5 separate regions of the Zea mays genome follow, and all the other regions are linked to region 1. A link is a contact called in public Hi-C data. All regions are on one chromosome and are shown on one strand. Each heading gives the region's core, a stretch centred on a gene start, on an enhancer-like site or on the middle of the called end of the contact. The rest is flanking DNA. Distances are from core to core; before and after follow the strand shown. Region 1 holds the start of LOC100217162 (putative calcium-dependent protein kinase family protein). Region 2 holds the start of LOC100283050. Region 3 has its middle 47 kb from the start of LOC100283050. Region 4 holds the start of LOC100276220. Region 5 holds the start of LOC100272324.

Evidence for each region. A called contact is a pair of places that touch in the nucleus more often than the background predicts.
Region 2: a Hi-C map of tassel shows a contact between it and region 1, with 2.9 times the contacts expected there. The contact joins the promoter of LOC100283050 here to the promoter of LOC100217162 in region 1. A contact is called at or near these places in 4 of 25 Hi-C or Micro-C datasets (ear, endosperm, leaf and 1 more).
Region 3: a Hi-C map of ear shows a contact between it and region 1, with 2.1 times the contacts expected there. The contact joins the enhancer-like site here to the promoter of LOC100217162 in region 1. A contact is called at or near these places in 4 of 25 Hi-C or Micro-C datasets (ear, endosperm and leaf).
Region 4: a contact with region 1 is called in a Hi-C map of ear, with 2.6 times the contacts expected there. The contact joins the promoter of LOC100276220 here to the promoter of LOC100217162 in region 1. A contact is called at or near these places in 3 of 25 Hi-C or Micro-C datasets (ear and leaf).
Region 5: a contact with region 1 is called in a Hi-C map of ear, with 4 times the contacts expected there. The contact joins the promoter of LOC100272324 here to the promoter of LOC100217162 in region 1. A contact is called at or near these places in 4 of 25 Hi-C or Micro-C datasets (ear, endosperm and leaf).

What each region holds. Positions count from the first base shown.
Region 1 is chr1:205,573,410-205,579,091 of Zm-B73-REFERENCE-NAM-5.0, reverse strand. It overlaps LOC100217162 (putative calcium-dependent protein kinase family protein), which reads left to right and starts at 2,071. Exons shown (of 3, transcript NM_001143527.1): 1 at 2,071-2,998; 2 at 4,390-4,686; 3 at 4,771-5,293. The coding sequence starts at 2,272. The coding sequence ends at 5,069.
Region 2 is chr1:205,231,799-205,237,480 of Zm-B73-REFERENCE-NAM-5.0, reverse strand. It overlaps LOC100283050, which reads left to right and starts at 3,213. Exons shown (of 1, transcript NM_001155952.2): 1 at 3,213-4,969. The coding sequence starts at 3,664. The coding sequence ends at 4,590.
Region 3 is chr1:205,278,920-205,284,601 of Zm-B73-REFERENCE-NAM-5.0, reverse strand. No RefSeq gene overlaps it. Among protein-coding and RNA genes, the nearest start is that of LOC100283050, 47 kb to the right of the region's middle. Within about 2 kb of position 2,046, at least 12 of the 20 cell types and tissues checked have an H3K27ac peak or open chromatin away from gene starts, as enhancers often do. A contact at or near this core is called in ear, where this site is marked.
Region 4 is chr1:205,872,227-205,877,908 of Zm-B73-REFERENCE-NAM-5.0, reverse strand. LOC100276220 reads left to right here and starts at 2,937. Exons shown (of 11, transcript NM_001150061.1): 1 at 2,937-3,214; 2 at 3,318-3,407; 3 at 3,668-3,763; 4 at 3,858-3,933; 5 at 4,036-4,116; 6 at 4,259-4,344; 7 at 4,416-4,508; 8 at 4,804-4,938; 9 at 5,174-5,279. The coding sequence starts at 3,149.
Region 5 is chr1:205,848,331-205,854,012 of Zm-B73-REFERENCE-NAM-5.0, reverse strand. It overlaps LOC100272324, which reads right to left and starts at 2,486. Exons shown (of 4, transcript NM_001146808.1): 1 at 1,914-2,486; 2 at 1,576-1,812; 3 at 1,258-1,491; 4 at 1-175. The coding sequence starts at 2,387.

The DNA of each region.
Region 1 (5,682 bases), core at 822-3,321:
GCAGCAACCTAGTTACCTAACTCAGATTTCATGATAACAGCACAAGTGAGAACCCGAGTGGGCAGGGTAGAGGGAACGACATCTATAAACTAAAAACAAGAAAAAAAGTATCGATACACAAGGATTGAACTAAGAACAAATTCTTCCTTTATTACTGGATATATGAGATCTATGCGGTAGACGCCAGAGACTGGGTTTGTGAGGGTAGACCTCATCGAGCTAGTCCACAAATAAATGCTATCCTATTATAAAGGAAGAGTTCATTCTCATGCTACCTTACAGGTGGAAGGTGCGGGGCCAACCTAATTGCCTAGGCGACATCGAGCATCAGACTCCAAGGTTTAGCAGCAGCCTACGCTGCCTCTATGAGGGTCGAGGGCGGAGCTTGGTCAGTGGCCAAAGTGGTGGGTAGCGCAGGTCTTGGTGTTGCCCTTGAAAGCCCACGGGTGCACGTTGTAGGCCCCCATGGCCCCTCCCCGTAGCCGACAATCCACCTCCGACGAGGTCACAGTTGATAAAGGTGTAGCCCTTGTTGGACTCCTTAAAATCCATCGGGAGGTAGAGGAGACCATAATGATGATTTGGTCCCCTACCTAGTGCGCCAAATGGCGGAGTGTAAACTCTAGCCAGGCGGCGGAATGCACCCGCCTAATCCTAAGAACAGGAGGCATCCTAGGGTTTGCCTGATGAGGTGGACGAACACAAGAACACACAAGGATTTAGAGTGGTTCGGACCACCAGAGTGTGATACCCTACTCCATTGCGGGTTGTATTGATGAGAGCTTGAGAAAGCGTGGGCCTAGATGGAGATGTCTCCTAGAGAGTTCAAGTGAGCTTTTTTTTATCCCCGAGTCCATGGATGGGCTCAAGAGCCCCCTCTCTTTGTAGTGTATGTGCCCTCCCTTTTATAGTCCAAGGGGGGCACATTACAAGAGAGTTGGTTGTCCCCTCCGCCTGTCCGTCTTGCAGCGGGAATAGTAGAAGTCATGATGTGAGCCACCCATGCATGACGCAGTAAGTCAATGGTTTTGCCTCGGTAACACATGTGCTATTAGCGCGGTTCATGCCTTGCGGACTGCGCACGCTGCCTGCCACAAGCGTTGAGAGGCGCATATCCTTCCCCCATTTAATGCGGGCGACCCCCACACCAGAGGCATGCAGCGGGCCATGCATTGCAGCTTTTACCATGCGCCATAGGCCACATGCCAGCACTAGATCTCTGCCTGAGCAAAGAGCAGGGGCTAGGAACGCCTACAGACATGGCGCCCCGGACCTCCCGAGCTAGGGGTCCGACGGGCACTTGTGGAAACCCAGGTATCATCCGTAATGGCCCGGACACGTGGCAACACTGAACCTCCCCTAGTCAAAGGTTTAGATGGCACACGTAGAGGTCCGAGACCATTCCATGAGGGTCCAGCCCTAGGATGTAGTTATCAAGCAATTCTATCGACGGGACCCATGGTGACACCCGCTTGCTGGTTGGTGGCCTCGTTGGACGGGCCAAGACTCTGAGTTGGGTAGATTGTCCATCACCTTGTGGCTATGGATAGCCACGCGGGTCCCTCTTTGACCCAACAGGAGTAGGTACCCTTGTTTTGGGATGCAGACAGGCTTGACGCGAAACCTTTGGAGGTTTGCGAACGTCTCTTCCAAATTGGTGATAAGATAATTGGACCTCTTAGTCTTTACAACTATGTTGTCAATATATACCTCGATGTTGTGGCGCACTTGGTGAGTGAAACACCGGAGCATACATCGCTGATATCTCACCCGACATTTTTAAGGCAAACGATATGGAGACATAATAAAGGAGCTGAAAGGGGCGATGAAGGAGGTGTCGTGTTGATCGCTCTCCTTCGTGGTGATCTGGTGTAGGATCGTGCCGTGCCGGCCCGAACCAAGTTTCAGGTCTAGCCATGACCACGAAACCACTCAGCGTAGCTTCGCCGCGCGGCGTGACACGCCAGTCCGCGTCGGTTACGGCGTGCGGCAACGAACAATGAATCCATGATAGCGCAGCAGCGCTCGTGCTCGCGCCCCAGTTCCACTCCGATCGACCGAACCCCAACAAAATCCTCGTCCTTCGCGTCATCTCGACGCCACAACTCTCCGAGCCCCGCTCCGCAATAGACCCGTAAGACGCTGTCTCGATCCGTCCCCCTACCTCCCCCGCCGCCGACGCTCGACTCGATACATTGGAGCAGGAGGCGCCGCCGCCAAAACCCAAGCTAGGAGTGGGAGATTCCGATCCTCCGCGCGCGCGCGCGCACCATGGAGCCGGTGCCCCGGAAGCGCAAGGGCGCGCCCCCGGTGTGCTCCGCCGCCAGGTCCCTCCAAGATTTGGCCTCCCGCAAGCGCGCCTGCCGCGGCTCCGTGCCGCAGCAATCCCACTGCACCGACGCCCCCGCCCCCGCTGTGGTGATGACGGCCCCCGCGGCGAGCGGCGCGTCGGCGTCAGCGGGGGTCCTCCCGGGGCGCGGGCTCAAGCGGAAGGTGGGCTGCATCGACAACGCCACGCGGATCGGGCGGCGGAAGCGGCTGGAGAACGAGTACGACCTCGGCGAGGAGATCGGGCACGGCAAGTTCGGCTCCGTCCGCGTCTGCCGCCCCAAGGCCCGGACCCGGGGCGAGGAGGAGTTCGCCTGCAAGGCGCTGCCGAAGAACGGCGGTGACACGGCCCACCGCGAGGTGGAGATCATGCAGCACCTCTCGGGCCACCCGGGCGTCGTCACGCTCAGGGCCGTCTTTGAAGACACCGACGCCTTCTACCTCGTCATGGAGCTCTGCCACGGCGGACGGCTCCTCGATGAGGTGGCCAGGGAGGGTAAACTCTCAGAGCGCCGCGCCGCCAATGTGATCAAGGAGCTCATGGCGGTCCTCAAGTACTGCCACGAGATGGGCGTCGTGCATAGGGACGTCAAGCCGGAGAATGTTCTGCTCACCAAGTCTGGAAGGTTGAAGCTTGCAGATTTTGGATTGGCCGTGCGAGTTGCTGATGGTAAGTATCTTGAAAGATTGCGACCTATATGTTTGTCACTTCACGTGCGTCATCTATATGGGTACTGAGTAGTCGATATGATTCTGTTCTGGTATTATAGTCCTTCAAAATGCTGCCAGGTAAGTAGATCAAATTGGCGGAGAACGAGAATACTCAAATAGGAAGATTACATCAAATCCTTATGGTGTTGTAGTGGTTACTCTCTTGTCATTGTGCTCGAATTTTGCATTAGGAAGAATGGTTTATTTTGCTAATGCACACATAAACTAGGTCTTTGGCAGGGTTTTCCAGTTCATGCTGCATTTGAACATTGCCACTAGCATTTTAAAAACATTTTACATGGGATTTGAAATGTGCAAGTTGTGTTTTCAGTGCTGACTTGGTATCAGTTATTCATTCACTGTGTCATTTTGTTTTGTTAGGTGTGTCAAGAGTCGAAGTGGTGCTAACTTGGTAGTTGCAGTCGAGTTGTTGTCATCTGGAGGTAGTTGTTACTTCCACGGAGTTCTGGATATTTGGGTTCACAGCATCAATAGATTGACATCATGATGGTCAGGTAGTCAGGTCATTGTTAACGGTACATCGGTCTTGTGGTTCTAAGACATTTGTGTGACTAACTGGTTTTAAGGCCAGTGAAAATTTGCTCATCAGGAAGTGGTAAAATGTCAATTATTTTGTCAAGTATTAGCAGTTTTCTTGTGTATGTGATCAGACTAACACTGACATGTCTTTGTTTTCCTGTAAAACTATGTATGATGAAACCATGGTGTGATTGTATTGGCTGGCCTTACCCTGTTTTGTTTCAATGCATTCATTGTTGCACAAGTAATATGTTGAAACACAATTCATTGCATATGACAATTCTGATTTTTCTTTCTAGAATATTGACAGATTGTTTGATCATTATTTTCTGAGCAATAATCATGGCTATTCTTATAGTATTGCACAATACTTTTTCTTTTCGAACCCTAGTGCATTGATTCTTTAGTGAAGTTATTATAGTGATTCCAGCGGGAGAGTAGGGTGGGGAGCAGAGGGTTGATTCTGGACTGATTTCGGTGGAGATTGAATGGGGAGCAGTGAGGAGCATGTTTTTTAGATCCCACCAGAATATGTGCGCCATTTTGCTGTTTGGCTGAGGAGTGATGCTCAGGGAGAATCCGTTCTCAGGAGCTGTGCCAAATGTCGCCTTAGATTTTATGATATGACCTGACTTCTATGTTAATATCTGTTAGATCTTTATTTTATTTGAGATTACAAAGGTGGTGTTCTCTAGCTAGAAACAAAGTTGCGGCTAGGTCAAAACTAGATGATGCTCTTGAACGTGTCTTTTGACTCTGTTACTTGCTGCAGGTTTGATGTTCACTAATATGTTGTTCAACTTTGAGCAGGTCAGCAATTGACTGGTGTTGCTGGCAGCCCGGCATATCTGGCACCTGAGGTTCTACTAGGAAATTACTCCCAAAAGGTAGATGTATGGGCTGCCGGGGTGCTTCTGCATGTTCTGTTGATGGGCACTCTTCCGTTCCAAGGAAAATCTGTCGAAGCTATCTTTGATGCTATAAAGACTGCTGAACTTGACTTTCACAGCAGTCAGTGGGCATCTGTGTCACTGCTTGCTCGTGATCTCATTGGCCGAATGCTTAATCGAGAGGTCTCTTCAAGGCCCGATGCCGAAGATGTTCTCCGTAAGTTCAAGCACCCTTGTAACTTGTGCTTATATATACGATTCTCAATTTCTCATTGACTTTTCCCAATGGCTTTCAACACAGGGCACCCTTGGGTCTTATTCTACACTGATTGCCCGCAGAAAGCTGAATTCTCTAACCTATGGGGTACTAACAAAACTGCAGCTCCCATGATTCATCAGGAGATAGTCAGGTTTGGTTACTGCGAGTCTTCATCTTCAAAATCCTCAAGTGACAACTCTGAAGAGCGAGATGAATGCGGTATAGTTGACGCACTGGCGACAGCAATAACACAGGTGAGGATCTCAGAGCCCAAGAGGAGTCGGCTGTTCAGCCTACCCAACGGGTTGTTGCCACCAAGCAGGAACAGTCTCCGAACATGAAGAGGATGAATCCGTGTGTGGCTTTCTAACTTGACCTACCTAGCTCCCATCCCCATGCATGTATAAACGAGATAAACGAGCTCTGTGATTTTATAGATGGAAAATTTTCACCGTGGTTGATGTTTTGCGATTGCTAGCTCGCTGAGGCTGCAATCCTCTGTAAATATATCACTGTTGTCATCGTTTCTATACATCGATGATCACCGTAATTGATTCGATTATTTAGGTTTTTTCCTGTGGCCGTGGGTAGTGCTTGTTAAGGAATACTTATGATCGCTTCGGATTAAAGCCAGTTATTCAGACTATAAAATATAGAAAATAGTAGAAGCCGTTTTGGATTAAAGCCAAACGAAACACTTAACTATCTCTGTTTCGATTTATATGTTGTTTGGTTCTTTATATTTTATTCATCTTTTTAAAAAAAATTCAAAGTCATACTTTATTTTGGGAGGGCTTTAATTCAAAATTTTAGGTCTGTTGCAGCTTCTATCAAACACGTGCAGCTGCACGACCTCTAGTTTTTTTTTAAAAAAAAATTAAAAGCTCCACATGCTCTAGATTAAAAAAATTGAAATTAAAAGCTAGTTTCATGAAATTTTCGAAGCTCGTCAAA
Region 2 (5,682 bases), core at 1,964-4,463, 340 kb after region 1:
TAATTAAAGTGGGGGCTTTTACTTGGGCCATGAGGAGCCAAGGGCTGGAGCCAGATGCCAAATGTTTCTGCAACATTCATGAATTATCCTACCAGACAAAAGCAACTGGGAAGAAACAGTATCACAACAACTTCGGGTGCTACAGCTTTGTGCACCGCTTTGATGTGAGGTATCCCGTGCCGACATTCCAAAAGAAGTGGTCGGACACTTGGATGAAACAGTGGTTCTATGTGAAGAATGATCTGAGTGAGAGGGAAGATGTGAAGGGTATTATCCAGCGTCCCATACGGTCACGCTTCGGCATCAGAAGGCCATCAATTACAAGTGGAAACGAAGTGCAAGCGTGTTTGATGGCTTTCAACACTGTGTGTACTTACATCGGTACCAGAGATTTGGTACAGGAGCATAATGCTTACAAGGTTTGGTCACTCGTTAATGACTGGGAAATGCCGAAGGAGTGTTCTGCCGGTTCTAGCGAAGGTGGCTTGGTTTACCTGAGATATACTAAACGTTTTAGAAATCAGTTTGATGAGCCAAATGATGACTGGCTTGAGGTTGTCGAAGCTACCAGTGACGAGCTGCTGGGAGCTTACACGAAGGTAGAGGATGAAGCTATGACCACTGCCTTCGGCGCTCACGGAAAGAGGAGGTTGAATAGAGTTTTTGATGTGATTGGATATTTTTATCCTGATTACTGCTTTCCTGCTCGAAAACAAGGGTTGAAAAGAAAAATGGCAGCCTCATCCTCTTCCACCGCGCCTAAGCTGAAGAAGGTTAAAATTTTAACTCATAGGCCGAGGCCACATTCTATAAAAAGGACAGCCGTAATACCTGATACAAAGAGGATAGAGATTGCTGAACAGGCCGAAGCTATCCCCTTAGCTTCGGAGACGATTCCTGTTGTGACGGTCGAAGTTAGTGCCGATCCAGTAGAAGAGTCTGAGATAAAGAGCTCAAAGGCAGAAGAGCAATCAAAACTGTTGAGTCCCCCAACCACAACTGGGTTGCCGAGGCTAACAACTGCTGTAACAATGATTCCTAAGAAAAGGAGGATGGCCAGTGTTTTGGATGTTGTTTTGAAGTCTACAAATATTCCAACTCCTGCTTCTATCGAAGCTCCCAAAAATAACGTTGAAGAGTCGAGAGAAGTACCCACTGCAAGTGCTTCTCCCACTTACACTGAGGCTAAAGCTTCGAGGGTTAAGCTAGCAGAACTAGCGAAGGAAAGTCTTCATGAAAAGCCAACATTGCCTACTCCTGAAGCACCTTCCCAAGTTGATTCAAAATATATTGTTCGTCATGCTTCGGGGAAGCAACTATCCGAAGATCAAATTGCCGAAGTGCAACATTATGCAAGGAATCTTAAATACCCTTGGGGATCCTTAGTTTATAGAGGGAGCGACGAAGACGACTTCCTTTACTGTCTACCAGACAGGAAGGAGATTGATGTTTGCCGGGAAATGATGGACAACATGGGATACCTGAAGCTTGAGCATGGTCTGTCTGTAATGACGAAGGACCAACTTGTAGATAGTCTCGCTTATAACAGCCTGAAAGTTTGTTTATTTTGCCTTCATATTTGGTAATTTTTATTATGATGAACGATTTTGTGGTGATAATTATTATCGTTATTTGTACATTCTTTGTTTGTCAGGGTCTAATTCTTAGCAAAGCTTTAAAGGCTCAGAAAGATGCAGAAGATGAGAGCAATCAGATGGCAATTAGAAACCTTCGTTCGGAGGTTATAACTTTGAGAAACGAAGCTCTCGAGAAGGATAAGATCCTGCTCTCTTTGGTGGAAAGATTAAAATCTAGTGAAGCTAGGCTTTCTAGCCTTTCCGAAGCAGAGCAGAGGGTAAAGGTGTTTGAAATGAAGCAACAAAAAATGTGAAGCGCATTGCTGACTTGGAGTATGCGCTATTTGTTCAAGTAGAATTGCACAGATCTGAAGTGCAAGGATTGAAAAAGAAACTCGATGAAGTGACTGAAAATTTCAATGTCGAGCAAATAAAGCGCGAAATATCTGATACTCAACGGCTGAGAGTTCAAAAAAATGTCGAGGAGCTTCGTCAAGCAAAAGAGGAATGCTACAATGTTGCCCTGGAATGTTGTAATAAATTGGAAGATAGCTTTGCCAAAATTGGTGCGTTCTCTACGGGGCAAAATTTTATTCGTGGCTATCCTGATTGAGTTATTCGGTGGATTAGCGGCGAAGCCGAAGGTTTTGAGGAGATTCTCGGTGATAGGGGAGACTTATACGCCTTCATCGGCGCCTGCGGAGCTGTGTCACTCCTTGAGAAGGTTGGCTCTGCGAGTATGCAAAGACTGTGGTTTAGCCAGGATTCTCGATCTCAGCCAACGACATTAAGAACCCTTCGGCCGAAGCCGCTGCGCTAAGTGGAAAGTTTTATTCCGAAGTCTGGTTGAGAGATGGCCGAGAGGTAGCTGACGAAGCTATCAGAAAAATGAGAAAGAGTCTCATGCTACTTTGGAAGAGACCCAGAAAACTGAAGAAATTGCAGAACGTACAAGACTTTAAGTATATCTATCGTGACCTAGCAGCTTCGTAAATGTACGGCAAAAGAAGGGAGGTACATCCAAAAACAAGAATGAGAAAATGTAAATCATTTATATTTATATAATGTTTGGGACGGACTTGGACTCTTTGTGCGCGAATCTTCTAGCGTTGTTTCATTAACATGGCTATAGAGAGATACTGCCTGCTCTTTTCTATGCAGGTGCAGGTCTACCCACGTCGAAACATATTAGCAGCTCCACTACACATATAAGCTGAGGGTATAATTCGCTATGGCGTACTAACCGGCCGGGCATTGAAACAGGGATCATCACGAAGATACGTTCGTGTGTACAGTAATAATGATCTACGTACTCTCTTCCTTTGTACATATACGTGCGATTTACGCGTATCATTACCCAAAATAGTGCGATTCACCCGTATCATTACCCAAAATACTGTTTTTACTGTAAATTGTATTGTTCGTAGAATAAAGTTTGAATATGATTACGTGGACCACTAAGAGTAAGTTGATGTCAATAACCTAATCAGTAGGCCAGCGAGGAAAAGAGCTCGAGCCTTCAGCAAGATCAGTAACCCCATTTTAAACCGGGCTGGAGCCATATCCCAACCGCAGCATAAACAGGATATAAACAGGAGCCAAAGCGACACCACCCTTTCGCTCTCGCTCTCGCCACAGGGCGACAGGTGCGCGTAGCCAGGAGACACGGCTAGATTGGTAGTAGTAGAGCGAGAAGCAGAGAGAGAGAGAGAGAGATGTGTTTGTGTGGCTACATCATCTCCCCAAGGGCACAGGCACAGGCACAGCAGCCGCTTGCCTGCCTGCAGGCTGCTGCAGGCTGCTGCCGCGCAGCAGTGCCGCTGCCGATGCGTCAAAATTAGCAGCAGGGGAGTGTGCACAGTTCACGGTCTGCTCTCTTTCTCTCTCTTCCCCTATTACGAGTCCCAGCAGCTAGAACAACACAAACCCTCTCCTGTAGCTAGATGTGTGGTAGTAAGCTCTCGCTGTTAACCTCGGCAAAGAACCTACTGGAAGTCGGAAGGGAAAAAGCAAAGTAGGAGTAGCTAGCTAGTATAGCAAACAAGCTCCCCCGTGTGCCGACGAGCCGCCGACTAGGTCAGCCGCCATGGACTTCGACGAGCACGATGACGGCGACGAGGAGATGACGCCGATGCCCGTGAGCTCGAGCTACGATGCGCCGATGCAGCCGGGGCTGGGACTGGGCGGAGGAGGCGGCGAGACCCCGAAGCACGGGGATTCTGCTGGAGCCGGGAGCTTCAGGACGCCGCCAGCAGGCGGCTTCGGGGGAGGAGGCGCAGGCGCAGGCGCAGGCGCAGGCGGTGGCGGGGCCACCAGGTACCGGGAGTGCCTCAAGAACCACGCGGTCGGCATCGGCGGGCACGCGGTGGACGGCTGCGGCGAATTCATGGCCGCTGGCGAGGAGGGCTCCATCGACGCGCTGCGCTGCGCGGCCTGCGGCTGCCACCGCAACTTCCACCGCAAGGAGTCCGACAACTCGCCAGCGGGAGGCGGGGGCGTCGCGCCGCCCGATCCCGCCGCCGCCCTGTCCCCGGCCGCCATCACAGCCTACGGCGCCGCCGTGGCGGCGCACCACCACCAGTTCTCCCCCTACTACCGCACCCCTGCCGGGTACTTCCTGCACCAGCAGCTGGCGGCCGCCGCCGGGCACATGCAGCGCCCGCTCGCGCTGCCGTCCACCTCCCACTCGCTGGGGCGCGAAGAGGGCGACGACGTGTCCGGGCTGATCGGCCCCATGGTGGTGGCGCCCATGATGGGCATGTCGCTGGGCCCGGGCGGCGGCCCGTCGGGGGGCTCGTCCGGCGGCTCGGGGTCCGGCAAGAAGCGGTTCCGCACCAAGTTCACGCAGGAGCAGAAGGACCGGATGCTGGCGTTCGCGGAGCGGCTGGGGTGGCGCATCCAGAAGCACGACGAGGCCGCCGTGCAGCAGTTCTGCGAGGAGGTCTGCGTCAAGCGCCACGTGCTCAAGGTGTGGATGCACAACAACAAGCACACCCTCGGCAAGAAGCCATGACCGACCGCCGGCCATTCGCTTCGCGCCGGCGCCTGCACTGTGTGCTAGCTAGGTACACCACCACTGATCGCATTGCATCATGGATCTCCTCCTCTCTTTCTCAGCACCGTATTGCTTGCTAGCCTTTTTTTTTTGGGGGTACTCCTCTCCTTGCCTTCCTTTTTTTAGAGTTTTAGCTAGAAATGTAAGCTAGCTACTTAGGTCAGTAGCGAGCAGCAGTTCTTGGATTTTAGCTACGATGGAGAAGACGGCCGTTGTTCTCTTGTCATCTTCATTATTTTATTGTACTTCTTTGGCTGTGTGTGTGTGTGTTTCGTAGATGAGACGATCATGACGTTGGTGTTGGGAAGGAGGAGGGCAGGGCATGGCCATTTGCCGATTTGGATGGATCTTGGAGATGTACGAGTCGCTTTTGTGTTTGCAATTTAAAATTTAGATCGTGTCTGGGGATTTGGGTTGCATGCATCGCCCCTCCTCGTGCTTGGGACTTGTCGAGAGCCGGGATTATTTTTTCACTCCGCGGCCAGGGCTCCTGTCCTGGGTCCGTCGTCCGTCCACCACCCAGGCAGGCTTTGGCTGCAGCTAGGGCAGAGGCAAGTTCATCATCGATCAGAACTCAGAAGCGTCTGTTCCTAGGGGTTGTTTGGTTTGGTGCCTAAGACGCCACAATGTGCCAAACTTTTCTGCCTAACTTTAGTTCTTCAATTCGAGCGCCTAAGGTTAGGCAGATTGTGGCGCCTTAGGTAGGAAACCAAACATGCCTCTAGTCTCCTACAGCAGCTTAGCCTGCCACTGCCTTGACCACATGCCAAGCGGCTAGCAGCGGCGCACTGGCGCATGCGCTTTCCAGCGTCACCGGAGTGTGGCAGGAGAGTAGTAACTAGGAGTACTGTGACCTGTTCTTGATCCGTCCGTCTCTCCATAACCAGCCCCATTTGCTTCTCAACATCTTCTCTCTCTCTCTACTACGTACTAAGTTAATGCTGGGCGACCAGCTTCACTGCTGCAATGTCACTGGCACTGCTCGGGTCCGTAACACATTTGATGCTCCCTTGCACAATTTGGGAGCAGGCAGCGAATCGAAGGCTAGCT
Region 3 (5,682 bases), core at 797-3,296, 290 kb after region 1:
CATCACAGGCGGTTTTCTAACCGAACCGCCTGTGATGTAAAAAGCATACCGCTTGTATAGAGCCAAATTGTACTAGTGACATTTGTCATTTTTAGTCATCACATTTGTAGAGGATGAATCACCTCCTTCGTGTAGATCGATTAAATCCATTTCTCATAGCTAAGCAAGTAGGAGTACAACTCAGCCATTGAGATGGGATCCAGTTGCATTATGAAGGTAGAGCCGAACGCTTTGCAATCGACGTCGGGACTATTGATGATGTAGGTTGCACATGTCGTTGTGTACGAGTTTTCATGTGACAACCATCTTGTGACAACCATCTGGTGGTCACTTAGACTTTTGATCTTACTGAAAATCACTACTATTTGTTAGCTATCTAATTCTACTTATATTTTTTTAGCCAACTAACTATAATATTAGTTCTAGTACATTCAAACACCCTCTTAATTAGGCTTTTATGTGAATACTTACTGATTGCAAGATCAAATACAGGAAATATATGACCTTTTCATATATAGCCATACGTAACAGAATCCTCACATGACACAACAAAGACAAATTTATCTATACCATGGCGTAACTCATACCCTGTATTCTGTATTCTGCTACTCCATCCGCCCTAAACTTTTTTTGTGACCGCATTCATAATGAATATAGGCACACGTAAAAAACTATATTCATAAAGTTAATTAATAAATGTATGTTTAGTCTCCTGTCACCGTAACCGTATGTCATGACGGTGATTTTTCTTTACCGAGAACCAAGTGACGCTCGACAAAGTCTTTGTCAAGTGCCCGACAAAAAAATACTCGATAAATAAGTCGTTGCCGAAAGCAGCTGTGTCCGGTAGTGCATGTATTCTGCTACTTCATCCGTCCTAAACTTTTTTTGTGTCCGCATTCGAATTAACGATAATAAATATAGACATACATAAAAAAACTATATTCATATGTTAATTAATGAATATATGTTTAGTCTAAAACTAATTCTATTTTGGAACGTAGGAAAGTAATTAACTTAATTAACCCATTCTTAAATTCTAACCCAATTTAAAGTAGCCACAGACACCAACCAACAGTGTACTACTAGTGATGGAGCCTTATCCCTGACGAGTTGGCCTTTTTAATTTGCACCTTCTTTGGTGTCTGAATGGCAGCAGACATATCAGCGCGTGCCTGCGAGAGCTGTGGAAAGAGACACTGCCAAGCTGCAATAAGCGACCCAGCGCGCATGCACCGCCGACCACATCTCGCTCTCGGTTGCGCACGCAACGCAGCAAGGTAAGTGCTGTACTAAAAATCACAAGACCATACTACCTCCATGAAATGAGATCACAAACAAGAGAAACGAAACGCGTCATCAAGCGAGCCAGTGCCAGTTTATCGCATGCCCCTCCTCGTCGTCTTGTACAGCTGATGAGCAAACTAATAACAGTAAGGAGACAGACAGACACACACACACGCATGGTGGCGCAAATGCAACCGGCCGGCCGGCGGGCAAGCAGCCAAGCCAAGCTCCCAGGTGCCGACCGCGGATTTGTTTGGTCCCGCAGGTGTCACCCAGCACAAGAACAACCCTACCACCTGAGACCTGACCTGACCTTCGATCGCGAGAGAGCCCGCCCGCGGCCCCGCTACGGTGGCTCTCCCGGCCGGCACGGGGAGGGGAGCAGGCGCGGCATCGGATCTGCCAACTCGGGTCTCGGCAAGCGCATGCAGGCAGCAAGTGTTTCTGTGCCAGCAGCCAGCAGCACGCACTCGCAAGCCTCGTCCGTCCCAGACAGTGCGCGGGTGCATGCATGCGCTAAAGCTAGTAGTAGTAGGTCCGCGTGCATGCAGCGATCAATGGAGCCATCGAGCTTTTCTGGCTCGATTTGATCGGGGAAAAGAGAGGCAAAGCAAAAGCCAGAGCTAGCTAGCTAGCTAGAGTAAGCGTGGAGGCAGGCGTCGTATACTCGTACTGCTAGCTCCACACACTCACACACCACTGGTACGAGCTCTCTCGGAGCTGGCGCTGGTGGCGGTAGTGTCCGCCTTTTGGAACCGACGCATCCGATGTCGGATTGGATTAGACTGGACGACGGAGAGCGCCACTGCCCTGCCCTCGCACGGCTTGGGCCCCCCCGCCGTGTTGTCTTGTCTCCATCAGGGCATGCAGCTGCTGATCGTTTTTTCAGCAGCGCAATCGATCGAGACGGACGCAACCCCTCTCGGCGAGCTAGCTAGCTAGCTAGCTAGGGTTATGGTTATTCCCTTGAGCGCGCGGGCGCCGGGCGGGCATGATGCGCGGCGGGGGAAAGCCCGGACATGATGTGCTCTTTCAGTCGCTTTTTAGTAGGTAGGTGTGCATGCATGCTCTGCTAGTGCTAGCATAGCATGTTTGTTTTCGCTTGCAAACATCTGGCCAGTTCTTGTTCGTCGTCGATCGCCGCCTGATGTTTAGCTCGTGACGTTACAAGACATATGTATATATGAGGTACGCACGCACGCACGGGTTTGTTTGTTCTTCTGTCTTCACGCAGCAGATGATGGTCAGCTTGACGATCGAGGACGGCAGATCGGATAGTGTAGCTCTCTGTCGTCTACTAGCTAGGGCTCTAATCTAAAACTAGGCTTAGGCACCCAGTACTCCGGCAGCAGAAACGCTGGGAGCAGAGCAGCAGAGGTGGTCGACGGGCCGGGAGCGTGCGTGTGCGTGCATGCATGCATGTCGCTCGGTCGCGTTACCTGTTGGCTCGTGCCCGGCTCGTCGGCGTGGCGCCGGCTGGTCCCTTTTGGCGAGGGCATGATTGCCGGGGCGGAGGCAGGCACGAGAGCCGGCCGGCTGCATGCCTGCACTAAAAGGGCCACGGCACCACCAGCGCACCTGCGTCTGCGTGCGCTAGCTGGTGCCTGGTGGTGGGTGGGGGTGCAGTGCACCGGGGGAGGCCGATCGAGCCAAGGCATGCATGTATGGCACCAAGAAAGCTACCGACACAGCGGCTAATAATGACGTCCAGGAACGAATTGAAGCCCAGACGGATTTGCATTCGCATGGTGGCCTCTGGTCGCGACCCCACCCCACCTGATCCCAGATCTCCCGCATGCCCTGCAAATTAAAATTGCATGCGTCGGCTCCGGGCATATCGCCAGTTCGCCACTACTTATACGTACTCTAGCCGCCATAGCCTGGCGCTCATCGGCTTTCTCCCATCTCTCTCATCTCTCTCTCTCTCTCTCTCTCTCTCTCTCTCTCTCTCTCTCTCTCTCTCTCTCTCTCTCTCTCTCTCTCTCTCTCTCTCTCTCTCTCTCTCTCTCTCTGCTTGCTTTGCTGCAGTGCGACGCAGCAGGGTCGTCGGTCGTCCATGCATGTACGACAACTACCAGCAGGCAGCAGGAGCTATATATACAGCCGCGACGCGCAGACGTACATACGTCTTGCTCTTGAATGACCATCGATCGTCCCGATCGACCTAGACACCCGATCTCTCTCTGCTAAGCAAAGCAAGGCTAGTAGCTGGTGCACGCATGGCCTGTGGCAGTACACGTAGCTAGCTCGCTCGCATATATAGCCACGAGGCTAAAACTAAAGTCATACTATATAGCTACCTCGCACTGCCTGCCACACGGTTCACTGCTGGCCGGCTAGTAGTGGCTATTGGTATTGGTCTGTATAGGGAGCGCGTGTGAAAAGATCGAGGGGCATTTCGATGCGCTGCCGCCTGCTGCCATGGATCGGAGGAGCAGAGCACGGGGCGTGCAATGCATGGCGTATTGGCCTTTTGGACAAGGAGAAAGGAGGAGAGCTGGGAGAGGAGAGAAAAGCGAGCGGGGAAACGAAGAAATCATGGCAATCATGAGGGTGAGTAGAGACAACGATGGAATTGAATTGCTTGCTGCTGTGTGCGCCGCGCGCCTGTGTGGTGTGCTGCCCTCTCTCGGGCCTCGGCTACCTCCTGACCTATCCAATGCGCGTCGCCCTGCCCGGCTCGCTTCATCTTCACTGCTGCTGCATCCTGCACGCCTGCTGCGCCGCTGCGCGCGCACTGGCGGCCGGTGGCTGCCCGCCCGGCCGGAGCCCGGAGAAGAGGAGATAGCGGCGTCGGTGGGGGCGAGCGAATCTGCTGCGCACTGTTCGTGCACGGGTAAATAATTGTACGGCTCGTTTTGAATTACTGCACGGGTAAAAATGTTGGAAACCGACACCAACCCCATCAAATTCCAAATTTTCTGGAGCAAAGCTGTTCCAAACATAGCCCCCGGTGCTCGATCGGCTTTCAGTTTCCGCTGAAAATTTTGCAGCTCCAGCTGCAGCTAGGCAGCTAGTCATCGTGCAGGCGGTCAGGGCTCAGGAAATTGGCCGTCTCCGCCGCCAGCCCCGGCTCAGGCCTTGCTTTGATGATTACCTAAAAAAAATCTACTAGATAGGAAGATATTTGAAAAATGCATGCGTCAATATGTGGTTTCGCTAATATATCCATCGAGCAGCACACCTCGCCAAAATACCCAGCACCAACCAGAAGATATTGTTATAATACTTATATATCTTAATATCACATGTTTTTTATCTTTATAAGCCCTTCTTATTATCTTATATCACTACAGAATTCGGCTCTTTATCGAGTGCCAAATGTTTTACCGAGTGTTTTTTCGAGCACTCGGCAAAAAAGCTCTTTGCCGAGTACCAAGCAAAAAATCTCGGTAAAAGAAAACACTCGGCAAATAAGCTCTTTGCCGAGTGTTTTTTTCAACACTATACAAAGACAATTTAAAAATCACATTTTAAAACAGTAAATTAATTCAAATGAAAAGGTTTTCAACTACAAATTTGTATAATTCATCGTGATGTACAATTTATATTTTAAACATTTCTTCATATGACAAAATAAAAGTAAATTTGTTCATAAAACATATATATCTCTCATAGTTTATGAAACTATGATAGAGATGTATAAGATTTGTGCATATTGTTACAACCATCATGTGAGATGAACAAATGACCAAACAACCAAAATAAACTTTGTAGATCTTGAGAAGTTATAGAATTTTGTAGTTGGAAACTTTTTATTTGAAGTCATATTTTGTCAACGAAAACTATAGCCCATCGCTTCTGGAGCACACCAAAAGCTCGTTCAATATCTTTTCTAGCGGACTCCTGAATGGTGGCAAAGTGTTGCGTCCTCACATCGTATGGATTACGGATTCTCTTTACAAAGGCTGACCAGTCAGGGTATATACCATCTGCTAGATAATATCCCATATTGTAAGTGTGACCATTAACTGAGAAAGAAACAGGTGGAGTGTCACCGCTGAGATGCCTTTCAAAAAGGTTTGAACGGTGGAGAACGTTGATGTCGTTGCAGCTACCTGGCATTCCAAAATATGCATGCCAAATCCAAAGGTCATACGACACAACTACTTCCAGAATCATGGATGGGTGTTTACCGCAACCTATAAACATTCCCATCCATGCACTTGGGCAGTTACGCCACTCCCAATGCATGCAATTGACACTACTAAGCATACCAGAGAAGCCTTGTGATTCTCCAACTTGGAGGAGGCGTGTGATATCTGTCGCAGTAGGTGCACGGAGATAGTAACCCTCAAATACAGTTTGGATGGCCGTGCAAAAGTGTTTCAATGCCTCATGAGCGGTAGATTCACTAATGTGTACGTATTCGTCGACGGCATCGGCAGGAATACC
Region 4 (5,682 bases), core at 1,688-4,187, 300 kb before region 1:
ATGTTGTGTTGGCATAAATCACCAAAAAGGGGGAGATTGAAAGGGAAATGTGCTCTTGGGCCATTTCTAAGTATTTTGGTGATTGAGTGCCAACTCAAGTGCTTAAATGTGAAAATATGCCCATGGATGAACAAAGTGCAAATCACAAGTTAAGGTATGTTTCTAAGCCTTAGTACATTGGTTTTGTGTACTAATATTCTTGTCTAAGTGTTAGAAACAGGAAGAAGAAGAGGAGTGGAGGGCTGCTTCGGGCTGGGGCACCGGACTGTCCGGTGTGCACCGGACAGTGTCCGGTGCGCCAGACCAGCGCGGAGCAAACCAGCCGCTCTCGGGTTTTTCTCCGGCGACTTCGGCTAAAATTCATCGGACTGTCCGGTGTGCACCGGACTGTCCGGTGAGCCAACGGTCGGCCGGGCCAACGGTCGGCCGCGCGATCGGCGCGCGACACGTGGCCGAGCCAACGGTCGGAATGGGGCACCGGACTGTCCGGTGTGCACCGGACATGTCCGGTGCGCCAACGGCGCCCGGATCTGCAACAGACAGCAACGGCCGGGTGCGCTGTTTATGGAAATAAATCGGGCACCGGACAGTGTCCGGTGTGCACCGGACTGTCCGGTGCGCCCGACGACAGAAGGCAAGGATAGCCTTCCAGATGTGTTCTCAACGGCTCGTAGCTGCCTTGGGGCTATAAAAGGGACCCCTAGGCGCATGGAGGAGAACACCAAGCATTCCTACAACCTTTCTAAGCACCAAGACATTGATCTAGCGCATTCGATTCATTGTGATAGCATATAGAGCTCTTGTGGAGTTGTGTACTCTTTGAGTTGTGTTGCGAGCTCTTATTGCTGCTTGTGTGCGTGTTGCTCTGATCTTTTGAAGTCTTGTGTGCGTTGCTCATTCCCTCCCTTGCTCCGTGATTCTCTGTGAACATCTTTTGTAAGGGCGAGAGGCTCCAAGCTGTGGAGATTCCTCGCAAACGGGATTGAGAAAAGAAAAGCAAGAACACCGTGGTATTCAAGTTGATCATTGGATCACTTGAGAGGAGTTGAGTGCAACTCTCGTCCGTTGGGACGCCACAACGTGGAGTAGGCAAGTTTTGTACTTGGCCGAACCACGGGATAACCACCGTGTCATCTCTGTGATTGAATTCTTGTGGTTATTGTGTTTTTGACTCCTCTCTAGCCACTTGGCATAAACTGTGCTAACGCTTAATCAAAGTTTTGTGGCTATAAGTTTAAGCTTTTACAGGATCACCTATTCACCCCCCCTCTAGGTGCTCTCAGGCCCGCCTGGATGTCCGGTGGCGCACCGGACATGAACTGTAGAGTGTCCGGTGCGTCTGCTCGCGCGTGCCTGACTTCTGCGCGCTCTGGCGCTGTCACACTGTACACCGGACATGTCCGGTGAATTATAGCGGACTAGCCGTTGCGAATTCCCGAAGCTGGCGAGTTCAGAGTCGCGTCCCCTTGGAGCACCGGACACTGTCTGGTGTACACCGGACAGTCCGGTGAATTATAGCGCGGTGGCTCTGAGCTTTTCCGAAGGTGAGGAGTTCAGCGCGTGGAGAACCCTGGTGCACCGAACATGTCCGGTGGTGCACCGGACAGTCCGGTGCGCCAGACCAGGGTGCCTTCGGTTGTCCCTTGCTCCTTTTGTTGAACCCTTTACTTGGTCTTTTTATTGGCTTATTGTGAACCTTTGGTACCTGTATAACTTATAGACTTGGGCAAACTAGTTAGTCCAATTATTTGTGTTGGGCAATTCAACCACCAAAATCAATTTAGGAATATAGGTGTAAGCCTAATTCCCTTTCAGTAATGGCAAAGCTAGGTAATTTTACTCTAACTTTATGAGAAGGTCTATAATTCTAAAATATGAAGTACCTCTCTTGCTACTTCAAGAAAATATGAAGTTGCCCCCCGATTTCAAGTTTTTTGGTGAATCTGAGTTCGCTTCAAGAAAAGCGTGAAGTTGCCCCTGGCTTCAAGTTTTTTGGTGAATCTGAGTTCATAAAGTGGAGGATATTTGGCTAACTATTTTTAAAGCTAAACTGAAGTTAGGACATGAAGCAGTACTAAACATGCTCTTAGTGTGAGATTCAAAAGTCTGAAACATGTGTCTTACCCATGGCTTCTAGGTTTGCTTCTCCACCTCATCTCTTAGCTATTCATCTTATAGACTATCTGTTACTCTAAAACAAACAGGGAACTTATTCCAACCTCAAAGTATATGCAAAGCATGGTATAGAATTGGAAGTTAGGTAGATCCTCCATATAGAAAAGAATATAATTCTTTTTTAAGGTACCAAATACATCAAATTTGATTAAATTTATACAAAAATAGATTTTTTTATAGAAACTAAGTATTATTAAATTAATTATAAAGACTATTTTTATAATAAAACAATTTAGTGACATAAGGATACTATTTACCATAAATTTAATAAAACCCAAACTATTTTGATAGATATCTCTATCTCTACTATTATAAAACATCTTTCCATCGTCACCGTGCATCACACGCGAAACGCGTAGATCTGTTTTTTTTCTCTCGCATTCTAGAGTCCTGCATTGCCCGCCGCAAGAAACTTCCAATACATGTTTCTATTGACCTAAAATAGAACATATATCTTCGGTCAGTCTGGGATGTGGGATGCATTAGTGAATTTGGACTAACACCAGTCACTCTTTTGTGCTCGTAGGTCCGTTTGCCTGCCTATTTTTTATCAGATTGTAAATAAAAACACCCACACAATAAATAACCTTTGTCAATTTTTTTCATAAATTTATTCCTTTATGTTTAAGAACTAATTATTTAATAGAATTATAGAAATATATTATCAAATAATTTATGCCTCGTCGCAAGCGCACGAGCAATTTTTGATAACATGTGAATATATGTGTTGCCGGAGGAGTACAACAACGCCGGCCTCTTTCAACATACTTGGCTGGGCCTTCCCCAGCGGCGAGGGCGTGGCCCGTTGTACAAGTATAACAACAATTGGCCCAGCGTAGCATGCCCGTGGTGGTGGCGTCATCGTGTCTCCTCGATCCCCTCTCGTTCCTCCCTCGTCGCCTCATCAATTCAAGATCCAATCTTTGCTGCTGCCACTCGGCGATCCGATCGTTCTCGAGCAAGGTCGGTGGCCATGGCACGCTGCCGCCATCACCTCCTCCTCCTTTCCGTCTTACTTGCCTTGGCTGCTGCTGCTGCGGTAAGATCTTACTTTCTTCTTCATTTTTTCCTCTTTCCCTTCCGATGTGTCTTCACCTGCCCCTGACGGTGATGCTCATCTCTTGTGTCGTGTCCCATCTTAGCGGCAGGCGCAGAGTCATGGAAAAGCCTCCGCCGTCTTCATCGATGCCTCGTCGCACCGCTACCTTCGGGACCAGCAAGCCGACCACCAGGTACCGTACCAAAATTCCCCATTCAAGCTCTCTTTAGGAGGAAAAGAGGAACCAACGAATCTGCTTAGATCTGTTTTGCCATTGAGCGTCATGCTTGAATTATTCCCTTGAAACGACCATTGGATATGTAGCTAGTTTAGTTACTGCTTATAAGCACTAGTTACCATTGGGTATTTTAGTCTGACATACACCACTACAGACCTCCCCTTCTGTGATCGCATACTTTGCTGGCTAATATACATATAATCGTGTTACTGCAGGACGCTTCAATGTCGTTAAATGAAGTTTCTGCGGTTGTTTCTGTCTTGCTTGGTTTCGCACCGTCAACATCCCTACCAGCTATTTCTTCTTCGAAGGTTATTTAAACTTCATCCTGCTGGAACCAGCTAACCTCTACATGCCCCCCCCCCCTCTGCCAGAATGTCTCAGCCTTTGTTTTTCGATTTTCAGTTGAACAAAGTTCTTCTTCCTAATCCATTTGATAGACCGCGTGCTGTTTTCCTCGTGCAAATTGATGGGTTCAATGGTATGCCAGTTGTTATGGAATGCTTTGTATCATTATTTGCGAATTTCTGTGCATTGTGAACTAGCAACTAAATTTCCCCTCCTGCTTGTGTGTTGGTCTCAGTTCCTAGCTTCGTATCTGAAGGCAGCAACATTTTCAAGACCAGGATTGAAGGTGCAAACATCGCTGATACAGGGCTTACAGGTTTAACTGTCTATCTTGCAGCTTCTTATAGTGGATCTGTACATCTCTCTCTCGCTCTACTTCTGAACCTGGATGCCCCACTTCTTGGGTTCTTATCTTGTTGTTATTGATATATTCTTTTTATCCATTATTTACTTTACAGATAAGGATGACTTAATTGTCATTCATTCAGATGAATCTCTAGATCTCTCTCGATCAGATTATCTTGATAATGAACTTTCCAGCTTGGTAAGCAAGACAAATGCAGTTTGATGTATAACATTTCTATTTACAAATTGTAAGCCGATATTTTTTTTCAGGCAAACTGGTTGGAGGGATCTTATCAGAAGTCTACCGGCAAACTAGTCATTCCCTTGGAGAATGGAAACAGTCTTACTTTGCAACTTGATAAGGTTAGCACTCCATCTATTGCACACAAAAATGCTTCCTACCTACCTCGCTGAACCCACATAACTGAATATGTTTCCTCAGGCATAATTCACACAGGTGCACAGCTTAGCAACCCCGTAGATGTTTGTCCCCCCTCTTGATTGCATTTTTTTGTCACAGCCACTCCATAATTTATTATCACGAAATAAAATGTTGCAGTATGTATACGTGTAACTAAATATCTCACTGCATTTTATCCGTGCTTGTGTATTTTTTACGTCTCAAGTCCCGGCTCCATTGCAATGCATTCATTTGCAGGAAGCAGACAAGGAATTCATGTCCAGCTTGGCTTCCCTTCTTAAGACTATTGAAAGGGCGATCCAGGTTCATGAAGATTTCTCAGGTGTCGTGAACCCTGCAGAGTTATTAGAATGTCACTTCACAGGGTTGAAGGTAATTGTACAACAAAATAGTTACTTTGTAATTTGAAACTGCGTGACAGATTTCTATTAAATGAGTACCAAAGGCTAATCTGAAGCCTTGGCACTGTCCACGTTTACTCCCACCCCTGATCTAATTCCATATGTCCTTGATGTACCAATAACATGTAAATTTGTATATTAATATGATTTCTTTATGTTAGTACCTTAGTATTGATATGTACTCACCAATTTGATGGTTTTTGTAGGCTCTGGAGAATGAATATGGTTCTGGTGAAATTGTTAAGCAGGGAACAGAAATAGTTCAGAGAGCTGTCACCAAATCATTCCAGTCCCTACATGAAGCATACAAAGGTAGTTTACCAATTCCACTGAATATGACATGAAACATGAGTTTTTCCTCTCTTGTGAGTAGGGGTGGTAGTGGTAATGGGCTCTAAATTTGACACTATAAAATTTAAGGATTGGGATCTATTTCTATTCATTTTTTAACTAAAATTAATTAAGGGCGTAAACGAATTGTGAAGAAACATTTGGATCGTGATCCATTACCACCCCTACTTATGAGTGCCCTGTAGTGAACTCTTCCATGCTACGCACTATAGGTCTTTTTTTTGCAACTGTAGGTTCTGTTTTGTTCTCTATTCTGATGAATGAATTAAGAACTCTAGCATTCAATAATTTTAAAATTTCTGTTGTTTCATACATATATTGTATCTTGTTTGGAATTGTACAGAGAAGGGTATTGGTCCCTCCT
Region 5 (5,682 bases), core at 1,237-3,736, 270 kb before region 1:
GCTCATTCAATTCCTCAATAGCTTCTGTGACCTCAACCAGATCACTTTGCAGCCTTCTCAGCTCTCCAAGATGTTTTTTGTGATCATCCTTCTTTTTGTCAATCTCTTTCTTGCAACTTTTGATTTTTGATTTGAGACGAGATATTTGCTCTTTTAATTTAAGAAGCTCAGGTTGCTGAAAATAGAGATACAATTACAATATGTAGTTTTTTTATTAGTATATCCAGTAACAGCACTTAAAATTCTATAGGAAAAAATCCTCTTTCAGCTATTATTATCAAGGATCTTTAGCAATAATCAAAAATTAAAAGCAGAAAAAATATTCAGTAATACCACAATGAACATGATTTTATAAAAGCAGCCCAATCATTATGTAACGATAACATAAATAGACATTTGTCAAGAGGAAAACCAAAAGAACATTAAATGGCAGCATATCATGTTACTATTGAGCCCATTATTATCATTAACAACAAAGCCTTTTGATTCCAAGCAAGTTGGATTGCGCTATCAGTCTATCACTGGACCTATCCAAAACATAGTAAAGATCTCATAATACTTAAGCTCATATGAAGATATGGATTTGTTGAAAGAGGGATGCTAAGTGGTGAGGGGAAGGTTGAGTGTGCCATGCACATGCATGGCATGGACAAGTGAGCAGAAGGTTGAATGGGCATTATAGGGATGCGGTTGAGAGACCTACTAAACCATTTATACAGCATAAACAGAAATTGCAACTTAGAATGAAAGTAAGCAATTTCAGTGAAAGAAGTACGATAATGATTCCTAAGTCCAGTGTTATTAAAACTACGTTTAAACGATGTTTAAACTACGTTTAAACGATGTTTAAACTACGTTTAAACGTCAAAACTCTAATTAGAGGTTGAAATCACGTTTTAGCGTTTTGGCGTTCTAAACCGTAAAACGCAGTGTTCTATGCATTTTAAACCATTAGCTATTTTTGGGCCCGGTCTATTAGTTACTTTTGGGGTTCAATCCAGCTCATGGGTGAAGTTTTGGTAAGCCACTAACCTCTCTGTTTTGGTATTTAACTTCATATTATTGTCTGAAATTATGATATATTGATATTTTTCCTATGTTGTTTAAAACTACGTTTAAACAAAGTTTAAACGTTTAAAAGTCAAAATTTCACCCATGAGCGTTCCAACGTTTTATCGTTTTAATAAGCTTGCCTAAGTCCAGAATGAAAGTTTTGGTGAAGTGGGAGTGCAAGCGAGTAAACTAAAAAACACTTGCCTTCTTGTCGAGTTCAAGCTTTTTCTTGGTTATGCTTTTCTCAGACAATGTGATTTTCTTGAGAAATGCACTTTGCTCCTTCTTTTTTGCAGTCAGTTCATAGTCACTGGATCGATTCTCTTCCTGCACTTGCTGAAGAGATTCTCTATCCTCCACAAGCTCAGCTTCAATTTTCTCTATGTCTTTTTCGATGGTATAGAGTTGCCAAAGGTAATGCTCTGTCTTCAACAGTTTCTGGAGGGAAATCAAGGAGACGACATAATTAACATGAAGAAATTAATTAAGCTAAACACGAAGCTCACACAAAGAATATCACACCAGGTCCTGTTGAAGGCGTAGATGCTTCTCTGCCTCCTCTTTTTGCACCTTCTTCTGCTTCCGCTCCATGACAATGGTCCTTTTCTCTTGATACACAAGAGCAGACTTCTCTTCGGCCCTGGCTTTCTGCTCCTCCAGCTCGTCATACTCCCTCCTAAGCTCATCAGAGCCTGAGATCTGCTCCAGGAGAGCGGTGAGCTCCTTGGGGTTCTTGGAGGCAATGGATTCTACATCACCCTGCAGTGCAAATGGACAGTTTCCCTGCCCTACTTAAACCCGAGACTGGAAACTTTAAATTATCAGGAATATACAATGACCAAGGGAACAAATGGAGAAACCTGAAAGACGAGGAAGTTGCGGGCCTTGACGAGGATGCCGAGGGACCTGAGCTTGGCGTTGTAGACGTCCCAGGTGACTTGGTTGCGGTCGATGCGGTACTCACTGCCGCCGGCGCCGGTGATGCTGCGGGTGAAGCAGAGCTCCTCCTGGTTGGGTTGGCAGTAGAAGAGGCGGACGGAAGCCTTGCGGCCCTTGGCCTCCTTGTCGCGGTCGTCGAGGGCGTAAATGAGGTCCTTGAGCTGCGCGCCTCGAAGGTGCGTTGAGCGCACGCCCAGCACGAAGCTGATGGCGTCCATCAGGTTGGACTTGCCGGCGCCGTTAGGGCCGATGATGGCTGTGAAGTCGACGAAAGGCCCAATCGTCTGCTCACCCTTGTACGACTTGAAGTTCTCCACCACCAGTCGGTCGATCCGACCCCCAACGCTGCCACCCCTGACCCGGAAGTCGCCGCTGCGCCCATCCGCTGCCGCCATCTCCTCCCCTCCACCTTCACGAAGTAGCTAGGGTTTTGGTCGGAGTGGGCATCCGAAAACGGACGGGAGACGAGCAGGGGACGAAGACGACCAAGGGAGCGCAAAAGCGAGAGGACCAGAAGAGTGGACTAGCGGACAGCCCAGATTTTTCAGAATTTGCCCCTCGCTCCTTTTAGAATTTACCCTTCAATAAGTGAAGTTTTTTTACATGGAAACGCATTCCATAGCTATTAAGCAGCTCAGTACATCGCCGGATACAAGATTACAAATAAAGTCTGGTGCATTATCTAGCCATAAACTAGAGTCAACATCACCTAAATTTGCTCCATAAGCAGCTGGACAGTCAGCAACTAAATTACAGGTTCTTTAGCATTAGACACAATACGCATGCAAACTCAGAAAACATCCTACTCTTTATTTCCTTCAATACTATCAAAGCAAAGAGATCATATTCTTGAGAGATCAGCGTCGTCTTCAGGATCGCAGCATCGGTTTCAATCATCACATTTTGCATACCAAGGAAAGCAGTCAGCTCCAAATCTTTCATACAAGCAACGCACTCAGCAGTCAGCATGAAGGGCAGAGGATAAGCCAGTCAAAGCGCCCGCCCCCGGCAGCCAAGAAAACGGCATCGTGGCCCTTTATAATACATCCTCAGCCGTCCAAATCTGAATTCGCATAAGAGCCATCGCAATTTATTTTGTAAAAGCCTGCTGGGGAGATTGTCATTTTAGGTTAATATATGTGGGGCTCTAGCAGAATTTTCTATCCGAAGTTTCTTTATATTCATCAAATGGTAAGCAACAGTATTGCACACACATTCAGTAGATCCACATGTTTCCCCTTGCTTTGCCCTATTGCGAGCTGACCATCAGCACCATAGCAACAACACAACCTTAATTTTGGTTTCTTCTCGGAGGGCTAGGATAGATTCGATGACCTCCAATGCCGAAGCTTTGCTTGCGAGGAGTATTCTTGTGTCCTCCAGGTATAAACATCTCACCTGCTTCACTTTTTTGCATTTAAAAAACAGATGTCCACCATCTTCATCAAGTCGGAAGCACATGGGGCACATAGTTTCAATTTTTATATCTTTTCTTGCTATATTTACTCTGACACAGTGGCTATTATGGACTAATCTCCACAGGAACATTTTAATTTTGTTAGTCACATTGTAACACACGGGCTTTAAGGAACAAAGTCGGGTGCATCTCATACATGCGCCAAAGAAGACAACATATATAATAACAGAGTGTATAGAGATAAATGTCATAATAAAATCAGAGTACTTATTACATAGTGGAAGTCTTATAAAATTAAAAATAAATATAACAGGATCTAAAATATATCCTTGGCGCCAGAAAGTCAACTGAGAGACGCCACATAAATCAAATCGAACTCCTCGTTGTGGCTCCACCTGAACCACCTGATCTTCTCCTGTGGGGGGTGTGAGACAGCAAGAGTGAGCTCACACATGTTCATCGCTAAACAAGTTGTGGGGAATAATGTGGCATGAACTCCCCAAAGGTGGGAGTTCATGTGAAGTGTAAGGCTGATCAACAAAATAAAGGTTGAAGCTGAGCATTGCTTTTATAAGTTGGTCAAAATTTTATTACCAATTACTAAGTATAAGTAAATATCAAACCTTAGTAATAATAAGTAAAAGTAATAATAAAATAATCTCAATGCGACGCGAATGACAATTTGAGTTTTAATTCCGTAGATTAATCATGTGAGGGTCCGAGCCGCTAATAACCGTGAGCACGGCTAGTATACCAGTTTTACACTCTGCAGAGGTTGCACATCTTTACCCACAAGTCATGTTACCCATTTGCCAAGGGGTCATGAATCCCATACACCTCTACTGAGGAGGCGAGGCAGGGTAACACTGCGAGGCCTTTACAAAGTTTCACTAGCTTCAGAAAACCCGCTACAGTTTATAGGAAGCTCTAATGCAGGAATTTCTCGCCTGACCGCCATCGCAGCAAAATCAACCCAAGGACATCCCTACACTGACCACTCCCATACCGCCCTTGCCCCTTTCGGGTAAGCTAGTCATCCACTAGCTTTCCTAGTTAATTAGCCAAGGGCGTCCCATACTACCCTTGTGGTAGCACTGTTTTCCGGATGGTTGCTCCATGTTCCAATTAACATAATGATCTTATCATGAACATAAATAACATAACAGAATAATTGGAACATGGATGTAATGAAATATTATCCCAAAACCATATAAAGCAATAGCATAACTACCCAATTGATTCAGGGATAAACAAGGTAAACAGGATAAACAGACTAGGGTAACCTATTGGGTCCCATCAAAATTAAACATATGCATGAATAGTGATAATAAAGAATATTATTGGGTAACAAAAGTGGATCAAGGGCACAACTTGCCTGATGAAAGGGAATTAGGCTTACACCGAGTTCCTAAATAATTTTGGTGGTTGAATTGCCCAACACAAATCTTTGGACTAACTAGTTTGCCCAAGTGTATAGATTATACAGGTGTAAAAGGTTCACACTCAGCCAATAAAAAGACCAAGTTTTGGATTCAACAAAGGAGCAAAGGGGCAACCGAAGGCACCCCTGGTCTGGCGCACCGGACTGTCCGGTGTGCCACCGGACATGTCCGGTGCACCAGGGGGACTCAGACTCAAACTCGCCACCTTCGGGAATTTCCAGAGGCGACCCGGCTATAATTCACCGGACTGTCCGGTGTACACCGGACAGTGTCCGGTGCGCCAAGGGAGGTCGGCCTCAGGAACTCGCCAGCTTCGGGAAACTCCAACGACTAGTCCGCTATAATTCACCGGACTGTCCGGTGCGACTCCGGAGCAACGACTATCTCCGCGCCAACGGCTCCCTGCGGTGCATTAAATGCGCGCGCAGCGCGCGCAGATGGCAGGCGTGCCCATACTGGCACACCGGACAAGGAACAGTAGATGTCCGGTGTGCACCGGACACCCAGGCGGGCCCACAAGTCAGAAGCTCCAACGGTCAGAATCCAACGGTAGTGATGACGTGGCAGGGGGCACCGGACTGTCCGGTGCGCCATCGAACAGACAGCCTCCCAACGGCCACTTTTGGTGGTTGGGGCTATAAATACTCCAACCACCCCACCATTCATTGCATCCAAGTTTTCCACTTCTCAACCACTTACAAGAGCTAGGCATTCAATTCTAGACACACCCAAAGTGATCAAATCCTCTCCAATTCAACACAAAGCCCTAGTGACTAGTGAGAGTGATTTGCCGTGTTCATTTGAGCTCTTGCGCTTGGATTGCTTTCTCTC